Linked DNA regions of Mus musculus: all the other regions are linked to region 2. The links are chromatin contacts, called in public promoter capture Hi-C maps. All regions are on one chromosome and are shown on one strand. Each heading gives the region's core, a stretch centred on a gene start, on an enhancer-like site or on the middle of the called end of the contact. The rest is flanking DNA. Distances are from core to core; before and after follow the strand shown. Region 1 holds the start of Slc26a9 (solute carrier family 26, member 9). Region 2 overlaps Srgap2 (SLIT-ROBO Rho GTPase activating protein 2). Region 3 holds the start of Rab7b (RAB7B, member RAS oncogene family).

Region 1 (4,753 bases), core at 757-3,256, 400 kb after region 2:
AACTTGGATAAGTTATTTCAGTTCAGTCAAGCTCTGTTTACTCGTCCAAACATGAGAGTAGCAAGTGTATACCACATGGTTGGTTCTAGAATTACATCAGATAACCTGAACGCTACTATAGTAAGCCAGGCTAGGCACGGAGGGAACTGACATAGATAATAAAGCTCACACTAGACTGGTTGGTAGCCCAGTCTATCCATAGGTCATTTAAAAGAGAAGAGACACTTGCAGAGATAATACTGGTTGTCCCAGTCAACTGGACAGGACACTCTCTGGCCAAAAGAAGGACAGCCAAAACTTCCCTGATAGGCACGATGGCTCAACAAAGAGACCACTGTTTGATCTGGATGGCCACTGTCACTTGGTTAGAGTACAAGCCTCATGACTCACCTGCTTTCGAGGAATTTCTTGGCCAAAATGCAGATCAGGCCATGCTGCCCACTGCACCAGACAGTGCTGGATGTCAGCAGACAGATTCCTGGTCTTAGGTTTTGATTTGTTCAAAGACTCCCTCCCATTATCATTCACCCATCTCACAGACTCACCATGAAGCTTTAACGAGTACCAGAAAGTGAATAGGTGGTCAGAACACAAAAGTAAACCAGCCCAGATCTGCCCACTGACATCTCTCATACGGTAAACGAGTTTAGAAGACTGACTACCCAGCACATCATGCCCACTGGCTGTGCTCCATGTTATAACACCAAGGCAGGAAATACTGCAGGAGGGAAACATGCCATCTATGCAGGAGCACGGGGAAGGGCTCCAAGACAGTGTTCACTGACACGTTCTCCCCCCCACTGGAGTGGCAGGCATACTTGGGTCCCTGGCATCCTGGCTACACCTCGACACCTTTGAGTGACCTTGGGTATTTCCTTAGTCCCCACAAGCAATACATCTTCAAACTATCCACTGGGCTGGGCTTGCAGACAATTCATTCTTTCATTCATTCAACAGATATTTGTTGAGTCCCTACTATGTGCCAAAGCAACTTCATTTCACCTTCCCAGGGGCACTTCCAACAGTGCTTTGCTGGAGCACCCCTATATCAAATTTCAGAGCTTCTGTTTTATCTTAGAGAAATAGAAGGACAACTCAAGGCTGGGACAGTCTAGTTCAAGATGTCGTGGGGGACGGTGGGAAGCCGCATGGGCTCAGGGAGGAACTCTCATTTGGTAGATTCCCACACTGCTTTCCCATTGCATTGGTGGCCAAGGGACCCACAGCTCTGCTCCCAAAGGCATCTGGGAACATGGTCATTGGCTCTGGTTCCTGGAAGGGATGGTACAGAGAGTTGATGGCTTCCAGAACACCTTTCCTAAATTTGCTGTAGGTCCAGTTTCTTAAGCTTCTTTACTCTAGTGTTTCTGAGCCTCATGGCATCTCTGATATTTCTGAGCACTGCACAGGGACGGTCTTCACAATGATTTAAGGTCGGGGATGGAGCTGGAAAGCAAGTCTCCACCTCAGCTCCGAGTATTTCAAGGCCCTCAGGGCCTCCAGACACCATTCATGCCCTTTCCCAGGGTGCTCAGAGGTCCACTGTCCCTCACCTCTAGATCCCCAACCTTCAAAGCAAGAGCCACAGAGCCCAACCCCTCAGGTGGCTTCAATGGTATCCATTGTCCAAAGGGCTGTGTGGCTTGACCCCCAGCCCCATAAGTAGCAGGACAGCAGGCTCAGAGAGGAATCTGCCTGCTGCCCCTCCTCTGCCGACTGCCTTGGGGGAGTCTGTAGGGTAGTGGCCCCGCTGAATGTGACCTATTGTCTTCAGGTGGATTTAGGAAGTGCCAAGCTCCCATCAAACAGCCCTGCTCCCCAGGTAAAACAAAAAAAGGGCTGTTCATTTGGGACCTTTCCCCCCCTTATCTCCTTTTCCTATCTCCTTAGGCTTAGCTCTGGTGTAGTGTTCAAAACCACTTCCCCTCCGAGCCAATCAGAAGCCGGGGCTCACTGGCGGCCCTGAGGTGAAGTTATTTATAAACGCCTCCCTGGATTATTTGAGCAGAGCCCTTTCACACACCTCAGGAACACCTCTCTGCTGCCCGCTGCCCAGACACACCTGCAGCCCTGCCCAGCCGGCTCTGCTCACCCAGAGGTAAGCCCCACCCAGCCCAACCCACCCAAGGGCTGGGGGTTATCCAGGGAAGAGAGCAGGCCCCAGGGGTACCTTCAGAAGAGAGATGACGTGGTGGGGGCTTAGGAACCTGAGTACACATGGGAAGGACGTTCTGAACCGGATCCTATGAGCAGCCCTCCAGTCCTTGTGGAGCGCACCATAAAGACCTCAGCTGCTAGGGTGAGTTTCACTGGAAGAATACACAGAATGGACTCTATTGGAGGAGCTCAAAGACACCCAGTCAGAGTCAGGCAAACAGGGCCTTCCAGGAAAAGGAATGGAGCTTGAACCTTTCTGAGCCACCCCCTCCACTTTCTACTTCTTTTCAAGTCCTGGAAGCAGAGAGCTAGCTCTTGGTGCATCTCGAAGTGGCTGTGTCCCCGTCCTTCTGTCTCTACACCCTTTCCTTCCCTCGCTTATTTCCCCATTTCGGGGTATTCTGCATGAGCTCTGTGGACTCCTATTTGGTCCCTGTTGCTTCCATGAAGCTAAAAGAGGTAACTGGAGAGGAAGATAAGGAGCTGAAGGCAAGTGAGGGACAGGCTCTATTGAGCTTAGAGCGTTTCGTGGTGCAGCATCGGGAGGGTCTGGGCCAGTACACTGGTGAGGAGCCAGACTCACAGGCGCCCAGATCCTGAGCCTCCCAGCCCACAGTTCTAAGAGGTCCCAAGGCATCCTTGGGCAGTGTCTCTACTTCTGGAAAACAGCCCAGAGGTTCTCCAGGCTGGGCCAAGCAAATCTGTTATCATCGTGACACCAACTATTCAGTTGAGCTTAGGCCTGTTAGGTGAGAATGCCTGGATGGGTCCCTTAAAGTAGCAAAGCCTTCCCCACCCTGAAATAGGGCAGACTGGGAGAGGATTTTTCTCCCTTAGTGTTTTTACTCAAAGATGATCCTCCCCCAGAGCCCCTGCCGCCCCCAGCAGGCTCTCAGAACCAGCTCTGCTACTCCACCAGGCTTTCTGGCCCCTCCCGGGGTCTGACCTGCCCTGAGGCTCACTCTAGGAAATCCTGATGCAAAGGTCTTTCTTTATCTCTTAGTACTCAGGGGCTTCCAGCAGAGTGACATATAATCTGAATTTAGTGAGAATGTCTCAAACTATACAAAATGACCTCTAGAGGTTTGCTAAAGAAATGGAGACCAGCTGGATGTGAGCCAAATCATGGAGGGTGACGTGGTCATGATTTGGAAGATATAATCCTCCAGGGGAGGTCAGACTTCACTCAGTGCTGTCTTCGGTTTTGACCTATATTCTCGGGGATCACTGGTCTTTTCAGGAACTTCTAAGAATCTTATTCCGTGTCCTTCCAGGGACCTTGTGACCTTGTACAGGTCTCACTGTTAGACTCTGTTCAGCGTCTCACCTTACGGCCTCTACTGGAACTTAGCCCCAGGTCATCTGTTCTCAACAGGGAAAGCAGCAGGGTGGGTGGGCCTGGAGATACAGAATGGAGACTTGAGACTCCCACACAACAGGGAGTCCCCTTTAAAGGATGCAGTCCCAGAGCATCCACGGAGTCAACATTTGCCTTGAGGACATCCTCCTCCACAACAGAGGAGGGCATCAGCCTGGGGTTAGAAAGGGACTACAGATTTGCACCAGAAATTCCATGACAATTGAAAGAGAGAACATTTCAAAATGCCTTAGGGACACACAGGCTCCTACAGCCTCCTTCTGCCTGCCAGGACCTCAGTCTCCAGCCAGGATCCCAACCTTCTCTCCTGTCACCAGCTGATGTCCCCACTCTAGCCAGACAGAGGCTGCCTTTCTCGGGATAGTTACCCCTGATGAAGAAGGCAAGGAACAAGTCCTTGGAGCCCAGGGGACCTCAAGGTGACCTCTCCTCTCCCCAGAACATAGCCATCCGACAGGTAGAGTCCTGTGATAAGGAATCTGCCAACCTAGGTCTGCCCCAGTGTCTGGCAAGGTGTGTCAAGGAAAAATCCCGAGGCACCCTTCCCCCAGCCAGGGCTTAGGAAGGAAGTCACTCTGGGCTACAGTGACAGGGTCACCTCCAGACATGACAGAAATCCAGGGGCAGGCGCTCACCTTTCTGTTCCCCAATGTCCCTTCTCCTACAGAAAAGACTCAGAGTGGGAGGGCCTGTGACTGGAGCATAGGAATAAGTAGGAAAGGGGAAGGCACGGAAAGACAAGTGAGCTGCCTAGCTAGGAAGGGACTCTTCCAGACACAGTCATGATAAAAACAAATGGCCAGGATTGACTGCTTCCCTGGGCCCAGCACCCCAGTTCATTCCCTTGGGCATCACGCTGAGCTCAACCCCTCAAGCATTCTAAGAGGATTCACAGATCTAGTTTGGCATAGGGAGGGGGCCCAGTGAGCTTTCCTTTGTAGGAACTTGTTTGAGGGGGTCCCCACAGAGTCCATCTGTCACTTTCTCCAGCTCCTCAGCTGTACAAGATCCCTAGATTCCTCCAATGCCTGGATGATCTCATTCCTTCCCCAGCCCAGGTTTAGGAATTGTCTGTGTAACCATCTCTCTCTCTCTCTCTCTCTCTCTCTCTCTCTCCAACCCTCTTAAGTCCTAAAGAGCCCACCTCTAGCTCTTCAGGATGCCCTCCCCCTTTTATCCACAGTGAGAGTCACCTTCCTGTTCCTCGGTACTGTCACT
Region 2 (4,305 bases), core at 37-2,536:
GGCCAAAGAGTGCCCTTACCGTGAAATAAAACTGTTCCGTCTCTTGCTGGTTCGCTCTCCTCTTAGCAATGCTGGGCTTGCTCATGAATGTTTCAGAGACAGTTGATTTGACAGACTCCATGGAATTGCTATACTGGAAGCAGTCAGATACATCAAAATCCTCAACAGTCACAATGTCTTGAATGGTCTGCAGGGTGGCCTCCATTGTCTTTTTCACCTATAACCATAATGGCCAAAATAATCATGAGAAGCAGGCTTTAAAATGGCAGGTGATAGAGCAACTAGGAGGAGCTTGAGAGGAGGAATGTCTCTCTTCCCAAGAGAGGGGTAGGAAGGAAGGATGCCAGCAGATCACAGCTGCACTTCTCACTGAACAGTACTGAGTGATTGAGTGATGAACATCACAGGAACCCAGTTTCAGCTCACTGCTCTCTCCAGCAAACACCTAAACTCCACTCTTTCTCTGCTGTGTACCTTTTATGTAATGTTTACTTTCTTCAAAGAGACTTATCGTATGTGTAGATGTTTTGCCTGCATGTGAGTGTGTCATGTGATGCCTGGTTCCTGTGGAGGCCAGAAGAGGGGGTTGGAGTTGCTGGAATTAAAGGTAGGGATGGCTGTGAGCCACCATGCAGGTGCTGAAGCCAAGCCTGCGTCCTCTGCAAGAGCAACCAGTGTTTTTAACCTATTTCTTTATTATAATGAAAGTGCAAAGGGAAACAGAATAACATAATTGCAAAACAGTATTTCCAACATACTGGAGCTGATGAAAATATGTGATAGATCCTGTCCTTCAATGTTCCTGGCACTGTTTCGTGACCTTCAATCAATGAATGGGTTTGCTTTCCTATTTGCAAACTAAGTGACCCAACCCTACTTCTTAGTAAAATTAAGACTTACTAAAATACAAGAAAAAGCCATCTGAGCTCAATGGAAACCTGGATTACCTTTTTAAACTGGATTGTTTTTAAACTTTTAAAAATTGCCTTTTTAAACTGGATATTAAAAGAAAATATTCTGTGTTTAGAAAAAAAAAAGTCACCCTCCTGTAAGAGGAGAGAGATGTCTGAAGTGTCAAAGTCAAAAGGTTTCTTTTTGAAAATGCTGGAAAAAGCCAGTCATGAGTGGGTCATTTCAGAGACTTGATATTGTTCCCACAGTGGCCAAGTGCCACTTTGATTAAATGTGTAGTGGGGAGGGGCATTTTGTAAAAGCCTAAAATAGAGCACAACCTTTGGCAATGTACGAACAACTTCCTGAATTTCAAGGGCAGGATGTAGCAGCAGGGAAAGCGCTAGCCTCTATTTGGCCAGGAAATCTCTGCAATAGCCTGGACATTCTCTGCATGCTCCTTCTACTTGCCCCTGATGGACAGCCATAAGTAGTTCAACAAGGAAACAGTGGCTCCGAGCTTCCTAGGAAGGAAACACACCTCTTCATTCTCAATCTTCAAAGTGGATAAGCGAGACTGCAGCTGTTGGCATCTCTGCACCAGCTCACTCTGGACAGGCTGCTGGGCACAGAGTTGAGAGGCCTGTCAGAAAAAGCAACAGAAGGTCAGGAAGAGGACATATATCTTTTGAGGACTCCAGAGTTCTCACTACTGCTCAAAACAATTTACATTGTATTGCATCCCAACTACTGGAAGGCTTGCAGTTTCTATGAGCAAAAAAAAAAAAAAAAAAAGTATGCATGTGAACTTCTAGACCAAAGGATATGTGAAAGGGGAGGAGAATCTATTTGGAAAGACTGTTTCTCTCTTTGTAACTCAAAGGCAGGCAGGTGGTTGGCAGGGTAGGTCTAGCAGCAGCTGCTGATTCAGGGAATTCTGAGGAGGCTAGACAAGAGTGTTTCAAGAAGCCCTTGGTTCAGAAACCCAACACTTTGGCACAGTGAAGTTCCTGCCAAAGGTCCAAGTGGTCACCTCTCTGGCTCTTCCCTCCTCCCACTTCATACACTAGAGTTAAAAAGCAGGAGAGAAGTGGGCCAAGAAGCTAACTTGCTGCTGCTGGCAGCATGTATGTTTATAAATCTGGGTCATGCACGAGAGCTTTGAGCCAATGGGAAAGAGTTTATGTGAATTTGGGAGCAAGTTCATAAGCTCAAGTTAGAGAGCCCCAGAGGGCATGAGATCTGACAGGAGGAACTTGATATCTTTAAATAGCCATCATTGTATCCCACTAGGTGTGAGATCCCCTGTACCCCCATCCCCAATTAACCAACTCTATCTTCTGTGAAGGAACAGCTGACGTAGAGTCTATAGATAAAGGTGAGGCTATGGTATGAGGTAATCCGATCTCCTGGATGACGGATGACAGGCAGAAGGCTAGGAAGTGAAGGATAGGACCCATGTGGAGGAAGTGCCTGTCACTTTATTATCAAGTGTCCTTTAGCTCTTACCAGAAGAGACATATGGATAGAATTTGGCTCTGTTATCCTCAGCAAAGACTGAGTATATTCATATATTTGTAAACCACTCTCTTACTCAAAAAAAAATAAAACTTCTCTTTAAATGGAGGAGACTGGAAATTGACCTTTTTCCCCTTTGGTATTTAAGATTCCAACTGATTTGATCTCTTCTTCATCTGAGAGGCTTGTTCAAGATTTGGAGCTGATTTCACTATGGCTTTTAGAAGTAGACATAATGGAGAAAGCTTGTTGGCCAGATGGGTTACTGCCAAGAATGAAATTTCTGTTTCTGGCCCTGATGTCACCAGTTGTGCATCCAGTGCCCTCAAACCTCTGGGTGCACCAAGAGTTGAAACAGGCACCAAGTCCTAGTGCATCCAAGAGCAGCTGCCATCTGCCATATCTGCAGTCCGAGAACACCAGTGTAGCTAATTCCAGAGCTTCCATTAAAATGCTACCTGAACTTTGGCCCCATTTAAAGGACTTCCAGGCAGCTCCTTTCTTCTGCCTACAAATATCCCACAATGAGGCAGAATGCCTGTTAGCAGGATGCAAGAATAACTTGACATCTCATCTCTAAGCCAGAATGGGAAATTCTGGCCCCTTTTCTGGCCAAGCCATGAATCAGCTGTATCACATACTGGGCAAAAGAATGAACTATTATTTTTTAAAGTCACCCTGGCCTAGAATGGAAGAATTAGAGAAAAAAAAATGTCTCCAATCCTGTTTCTTTAAGGAGCAGCAAAGCTGCTGATGCATGCTTTGTCAGTGATCTCTAGCCAGGATGCAAGGTAATGCACTCCATCTGTGCTTTAGAGTATGGAAATGTGGTTCTGACTGGGCAAGGAGGGGGACTGAGTACCCATCATTTGGATTCCCATTTATGGAGACATGCTGTTTGGCTCAGAAGAGAACTCAGATAACACCAGAAAATCAACCAATCCACTCAGATAGTCCCAAGTTCCATTTATTCAGAGGAAGGAATCTCAATGGCAGCTGGAGAATGGGTTTAGAAGACAACTATAAACAGAAATCAAAGCAGGTGAGGAATGGGGCTTCCTGGAGGTTGGTGATGCCCCCTCCTAACTGTAACACGATGCTGTCTTAGTTTTCCATCGGTCTAGATGCTGACATCTACTCAGCCACAGCAATGGAAACAAACTGTAATGGGTTAGGTTTTCCCCAAGAAGAAGAGGAGAGAAACCACTTCATATTTTATATATAAAACAGAGAAGTACCACTCCACTGTGGTCAGTCTATGACAGTAAACTGTCTGATTAGCATACTATTGATTATCAGGCTAGAGCAAGGTTTCTAAAGAGTCTAGATTCTAATCCAGGCAAGCACTACTCCTGGCAAGAGTACCTTGCAGATTTGTGGTGTCCTCTCATCTACTCCTTGTGGTCTCACTAACTACTGTGGGGAGCTGAGGTAGCTTTTGAGAGAGTCTAAAAGAGTGGATGAAGTCCTGAATGAATGTGTATTGTTGACAAGGGCATGGTCATGTCAAGGACCAATGCCATACTCTCCATCCAAGCTAGCAGAACCTACCCGACCCCAGCTTTTCTGTACATGTGCCTGCTTTTCTTCATTCCCTGGTCACCCCAGTCAGGTCTCTAGGACACAGCTACTTGGGACAGGGTGGAATATTCTCTGGGAGAACCATCCACCCTACAGCTCAGGACAGCTGGATTAGATGGAACATGAACCTAGGCTCAAGGATAAGCATATCAGTTAAAATCAAAGAGATATACTACAGGGTCTGAAAGAATAGAACAGTTTATCTGACAGGAAACACCCTCTCCTTCAGATGTAATAAAACTATATACAACTCTAGTGTGGGGTATTGGGCTACACACAGACAGTCTGGTTTCCAGTCGAGTTGAGGTCTGAACC
Region 3 (4,772 bases), core at 657-3,156, 340 kb after region 2:
AAAAGATGGCCTAGTCGGCCATCACTGGAAAGAGAGGCCCATTGGACACGCAGACTTTGTGTGCCCCGGTACAGGGGAACGCCAGGGCCAAAGGGGGGGAGTGGGTGGGTAGGGGAGTGGGGGTGGGTGGGTAAGGGGGTCTTTTGGTATAGCATTGGAAATGTAAATGAGCTAAATACCTAATAAAAAATGGAAAAAAAAAATAAAAGCTGGTCTGGGGGGGAGGAGTAGAGTAATATTAGAGAAGCGTCTCTCAGATAAGTTCTGGCCAGGTCAACTCTGCTTAGCTAATGAGATCGGGAGCATTCAGGTGGCATGGGCTTGAGGGAACTTCTAAAGGACAATAGTCCAGGAACCAAGGAGCTTCCATAAGCCAGGGATTATCAGCGCACTGCCTTGGCTTCCTCAGCAACCAAAACACCTCACTTGGGTAAGCAGGCTTTAGAGTGTCTCAGCTTTCCTGTGTAGAATTCAGTACGGAAACCATTAAGTACCTTCTTCCAAAAGTGTTTGCTAGTTGATAGAAGCAAATAAACTTCAATTTCTCTTCTACTCTTTGGTAGGGCCAATGCCAGCAGCACAATTGGCCAAGTGTGGGTTCCAAGGCTACCCATCTGCTTTCCAAATGCAGGGTTCTATGGCTGGTTTAGACACATGGTGGCTGGAAAGCCCCATCAGAGAGAGAGAGAGAGAGAGAGAGAGAGAGAGAGAGAGAGAGAGAGCACTATGGAACCGGGAAGAACTTTCTGACAGGACAGTAATCAAAGGAATATGTCTACAAAGAGACAAAGTCCTAACTTGTGAGGAATGTGAAGCGCATTAGATACACCTTAAGGGGACCCCCCTGAGATCTGGGGAGTCGTGTCTAAACTCACTCCATCTGCCTTTCATCTGCCAATTATACGCAAGGCACAGTCCACAACAGTGAAATGAGATGCCCACATTAACTGTATGCTAACAGCATCTTAAATTACCATCTTCTTCTAGGTGTTTCAGGTTGGGCAACAACCTAACCAGAGAGGCCCAGTGTGGGATTGTGGGGTGCCAGGACACACCTCACCTCTTACAAGTCTGATGTGGTGTGGTGTGCATATGTGGTGAGGTATGGTGTGTGGTATACATGTGTGCTGTGCATATGTGGTGCGGTATGGTGTGTGGTGTGGTGTGCATGTGTGGTGTATGTATGTGGTAGTGTAGTATGGTATGTGTATGTTGTGTGGTGTGCGTGTGTGATGGGTATATTCTATATGAATGGAGTAGGGGTGTGGGTGGTATAGAATGGATGTGATGAGGGAATGGATCTTGTTTCATGTGTGTGTGAGGAGTGTGGCACAAGGGATGCAAGGGTGTGCATATGAAGTATAAGTGTGTTATGCATGTATAGTGTGGCAGGGTGTTGGATAGTGTATATTTTCTGTGTGTATGCATGTGCATGTGTTATATACTGTGCGTGTGTGTGTGTGTGTGTGTGTGTGTGAGAGAGAGAGAGAGAGAGAGAGAGAGAGAGAGAGAGAGAGAGAGAGAGAGAGATGTGTGGGGTGAGGACAAGGCCTAAAAGCAGACCATCTTCCAACCTCACTGGGTCACTGGTGGCTGGACCCAATCTGCTCCACAACTGTTTGGGAAACAAACAAAGGGCTCCTTTCCTGAGACTCCCATGGACAGAGGCAGATGTCCCTACAAGCTCATAAATTGGACGTGTCACCTCTCAAGCCCTGTGTCCAAAAGTTCCCCAACTCAAACCTGCCGTCCCTCATCCCCTGGGATCAGAATCCTGATGAACTGAATATGCCTGGTGCCCTGAATGCACACAGCTCTGAAGCCTCGCTGGCTTTCCCTGTGCACTCCGCCTCCTCCACCCACACAGCTGAGGTCACGCTGGCCCAGCCTCTTTTGCAACTTTCCCAAGTCTGTGCACAGAAAGAGAGGAGGAAAACTCAGAGGGAAGTGGCCTCTCACCAAAACCGTTTGCGTTCTCAATACTGGCCAGATTGAAACTGCCACTCCTAGAAGAGAGACCCAGACCTAGAACTCCCACCTGTGTGAGGTGAGTGTCGTACAGCCATGCCTGGAAGGGGCCTGGCAGCCCATCTGTCCTTGCATGTGCCCATCTGCGCCGGAACTGTTCGTCTGCTGGTGAAGAGGAAAAGAAACCAGGTACAGAAATGAGGCTAAGAATCTGGCAGGTGCGGAATTTTAATCCAACCCGAAGACCCCTGCACTGCAGAAAGTTCCTGAGTGAGGTGGAGAAAGGACTTCCCTGCCAATCACAGGGAGCGGGGCCCAGCCTGGGAACCTGCAAAGGCAGCAATACCAGACAGGACAGGCAGCTCAAAGGAGGCTCTCATTATGCCTCTAGACCCGCAGGGCCTGGAAGAAACCAAAACCTTCTAAAAGGGTTGGGTCCTACGGAATCTGGCAGCTCCTTGGCCCACAGACAGGGGGCCATCTAGGATGAAGATTTGGAAGCTATCAGAGAAAGATGAGCTCTCAAAATAGGAAAATATTCCTCTTGTTCTAATCCATAAGAATTTCTCCAGGTGAAGAGCTACCATGTAGGAGCTAATGAACAGAAGTGGGCAGGTCCAGGTTCTACTCTAAGCTGGCTACTAACCTAGTTTGTTGTTGTTTGGTGTGTGTGTGTGTGTGTGTGTGTGTGTGTGTGTGTGTGTGTGTGGTGTTACGTTTTATGTGAATGATAGGCATGCATACTTACCACAGCACATTTGTGGAGGTCAGAGGACAGCTCTGTTGAGTTGATTTTCTCCTTCTACCCTTACATGGGTTCTAGCGAGTACTTTTACCTGCTGATCCATCTTACCAGCCCACCAACTAGTACTGACTATAGAATCCATTGGGCTATAATAGCATTTTGTAAATTGTAAGTGTTCTATAAACTGCTTCTTTATTGATAAAAAAGAATTGCTTTGGGCTTATAGGTCAGTCCCCCACTACAAAGGTCTTATGGAGATAGTAGTTTGTGAGTATCCTTAGACATATACTGTGCTTCTGCTTAGCGGGTGTGCACTATGTGAGTGTGTGGATAGACAGACACCTGGATGGATGAATGAATGGATACATGCATTAGAAAGGACACGTGGATGGATTGTCACTCTTCAGGGAAGTTTCTGTATCCACAGCATCAGTGACCATGCTTTGGGGACAGGCGGGGTAGAGTGAGATAAGAGGTACTGTCTAGGGTACCGGTAGTCTACTTGGGGAAGCAGGACAAACATTTCCCCAAAGAGCTTAAAGAGTGAGAACGAGGAGCCTTCCGAAACCAGCACTGTGGGTGTGCTTTGCAGAGGAAGCAGGTTTAGACCTGCAAGGATTTGGGTGGGTGATGCCAACTGTCAAGTGATCCTGGCAGGCAACAAAGCCTCCTGTGCCCCAAGAATCTCATTAAACAGAAAACCTTACACTCGGCCTGCAAGTCCACTGTTTTCTAGAATGAATAAAGTATGGGGTGCAGGGGGAGAAGAGAAACTGTGCTGGGAAAGATTGAATACTGGGCAGAGAAACCCGGCCTGCTGCAGAATTCTCAGCTGCCGCTGTTCACTGGTCTCCCTGACAACTTACACAGGACCTCATCCAGGACAAGTAAGGCAAGAGACTATGTGGGTTCCTGGATGGAGCCAGTGGGATATGGATGTCAGAAGGTAAAGGCTGAGATCCTCAAGAGTTCTGGTAGATTAGACACAGGCCCAAGAAGAGCTCTGCAGCAACAGTCTTCCTTGTTTGTAGAGAAGCTATGGGTGGGGCCCAGCTCTGGCTTGGAAGTGCTGTGGGGCGGGAGCTAGGGAAGAGGTGGTCCTGTCTGGAGTCCTGCTCTGTGTGGGCTGGGCTGGCTGGGCAGGTCCAGCATTCCAAGCCTGCTACTCACTGTTAAGTAACAGTGAAGATGACTCGGCTTTGTTGATACGAAGATGCCTTGCTTCCCTCTTTGAATCTCTGAGTCAGCCAGTGAAAAGAGGCCCCAAAGAACATTGTAGCTACACCCAGCCAGGGGTAGACAACATGGGAGAGGACCTCAGCTACTATCTGAAACCTGGGAGTAGTAGTCAAGAGAGCCCCACTCCTAGCTGCTCCCAGACAGACTCCTTCAGCCCTGGTACTTGGCCAGCCCAGGTCACTCTCTGAACCAAAGATCAAGGCTATGTTTAGATGTCAGACTCATTAATGTTTGCCTTTTTGGGGATCAGGGTATGGGAGTCTTTGGTGGCTGCACACTTCCAGGGATCATCTGGAAAGGGCATCAGGACAGCAGAAGGGGTTGAGAAGCTATTAGGATCAGAAGCAAGTAAAACCCAAAGGGAAGACCTCAACCCCACCCCTAACACTCCCTCCCCCAGCACCTGTGGATGGCCCCTAGAAGAAACCTGTCCCCCTGATGAAAGGAACACGCACCCAGGGCACATCTGGCTGCCTCCCGTGAGCCCAGTGCTTCGATCAAGTGACACCAAGGTCCTGCTAGTATCATGCATGCTCTATATTTGTAGCTTGACATCAACCCTTAGTAGACATGTTTACGTTATCAAAAATAGCGACCACCTGCAAATCAGATCTCAGGACCTCCTCTACCAATCCCCACCCCACAGCAGTGTTAAACTGTCATCTGGATCTTTCCCAACACTGAGATCCTGTTATGCTAGCATAATATGACACACATGTGCCATCTGCAGAGGAAGCCACAGCCATAAGTGATGTCCATTTTACCCAGGAGGGAACAGAGGATTCAAAAATAGTAATACTCATGGCTCAAGTCACAGATG

What was found. Promoter capture Hi-C pulls out the DNA fragments that hold promoters and counts their contacts.
Region 1: a promoter capture Hi-C map of fetal liver shows a contact between it and region 2, with 2.5 times the contacts expected there. The contact joins the promoter of Slc26a9 here to the enhancer-like site in region 2. A contact is called at or near these places in 12 of 39 promoter capture datasets (the C10 cell line, the HPC-7 cell line, cranial neural crest and 9 more) and 1 of 9 other capture datasets (adipose tissue).
Region 3: a contact with region 2 is called in a promoter capture Hi-C map of liver, with 1.8 times the contacts expected there. The contact joins the promoter of Rab7b here to the enhancer-like site in region 2. A contact is called at or near these places in 5 of 39 promoter capture datasets (cranial neural crest, embryonic stem cells, hematopoietic stem and progenitor cells and 2 more), 1 of 115 datasets of contacts at active chromatin or transcription factors (cardiomyocytes) and 3 of 9 other capture datasets (adipose tissue, liver and pancreatic islet).

Annotation. Positions count from the first base shown.
Region 1 is chr1:131,742,016-131,746,768 of GRCm38.p6, forward strand. Slc26a9 (solute carrier family 26, member 9) reads left to right here and starts at 2,007. Exons shown (of 21, transcript NM_177243.4): 1 at 2,007-2,098.
Region 2 is chr1:131,344,330-131,348,634 of GRCm38.p6, forward strand. Srgap2 (SLIT-ROBO Rho GTPase activating protein 2) reads right to left here. Exons shown (of 23, transcript NM_001081011.2): 9 at 1,433-1,534; 10 at 20-217. All of the region lies in intron 1 of Gm51644 (a long non-coding RNA gene), which reads left to right. Among named protein-coding and RNA genes, the nearest start is that of Ikbke, 67 kb to the left of the region's middle. Within about 2 kb of position 1,287, at least 21 of the 459 cell types and tissues checked have an H3K27ac peak or open chromatin away from gene starts, as enhancers often do. A contact at or near this core is called in adipose tissue and liver, where this site is marked.
Region 3 is chr1:131,686,789-131,691,560 of GRCm38.p6, forward strand. It overlaps Rab7b (RAB7B, member RAS oncogene family), which reads left to right and starts at 1,907. Exons shown (of 6, transcript NM_145509.3): 1 at 1,907-2,047.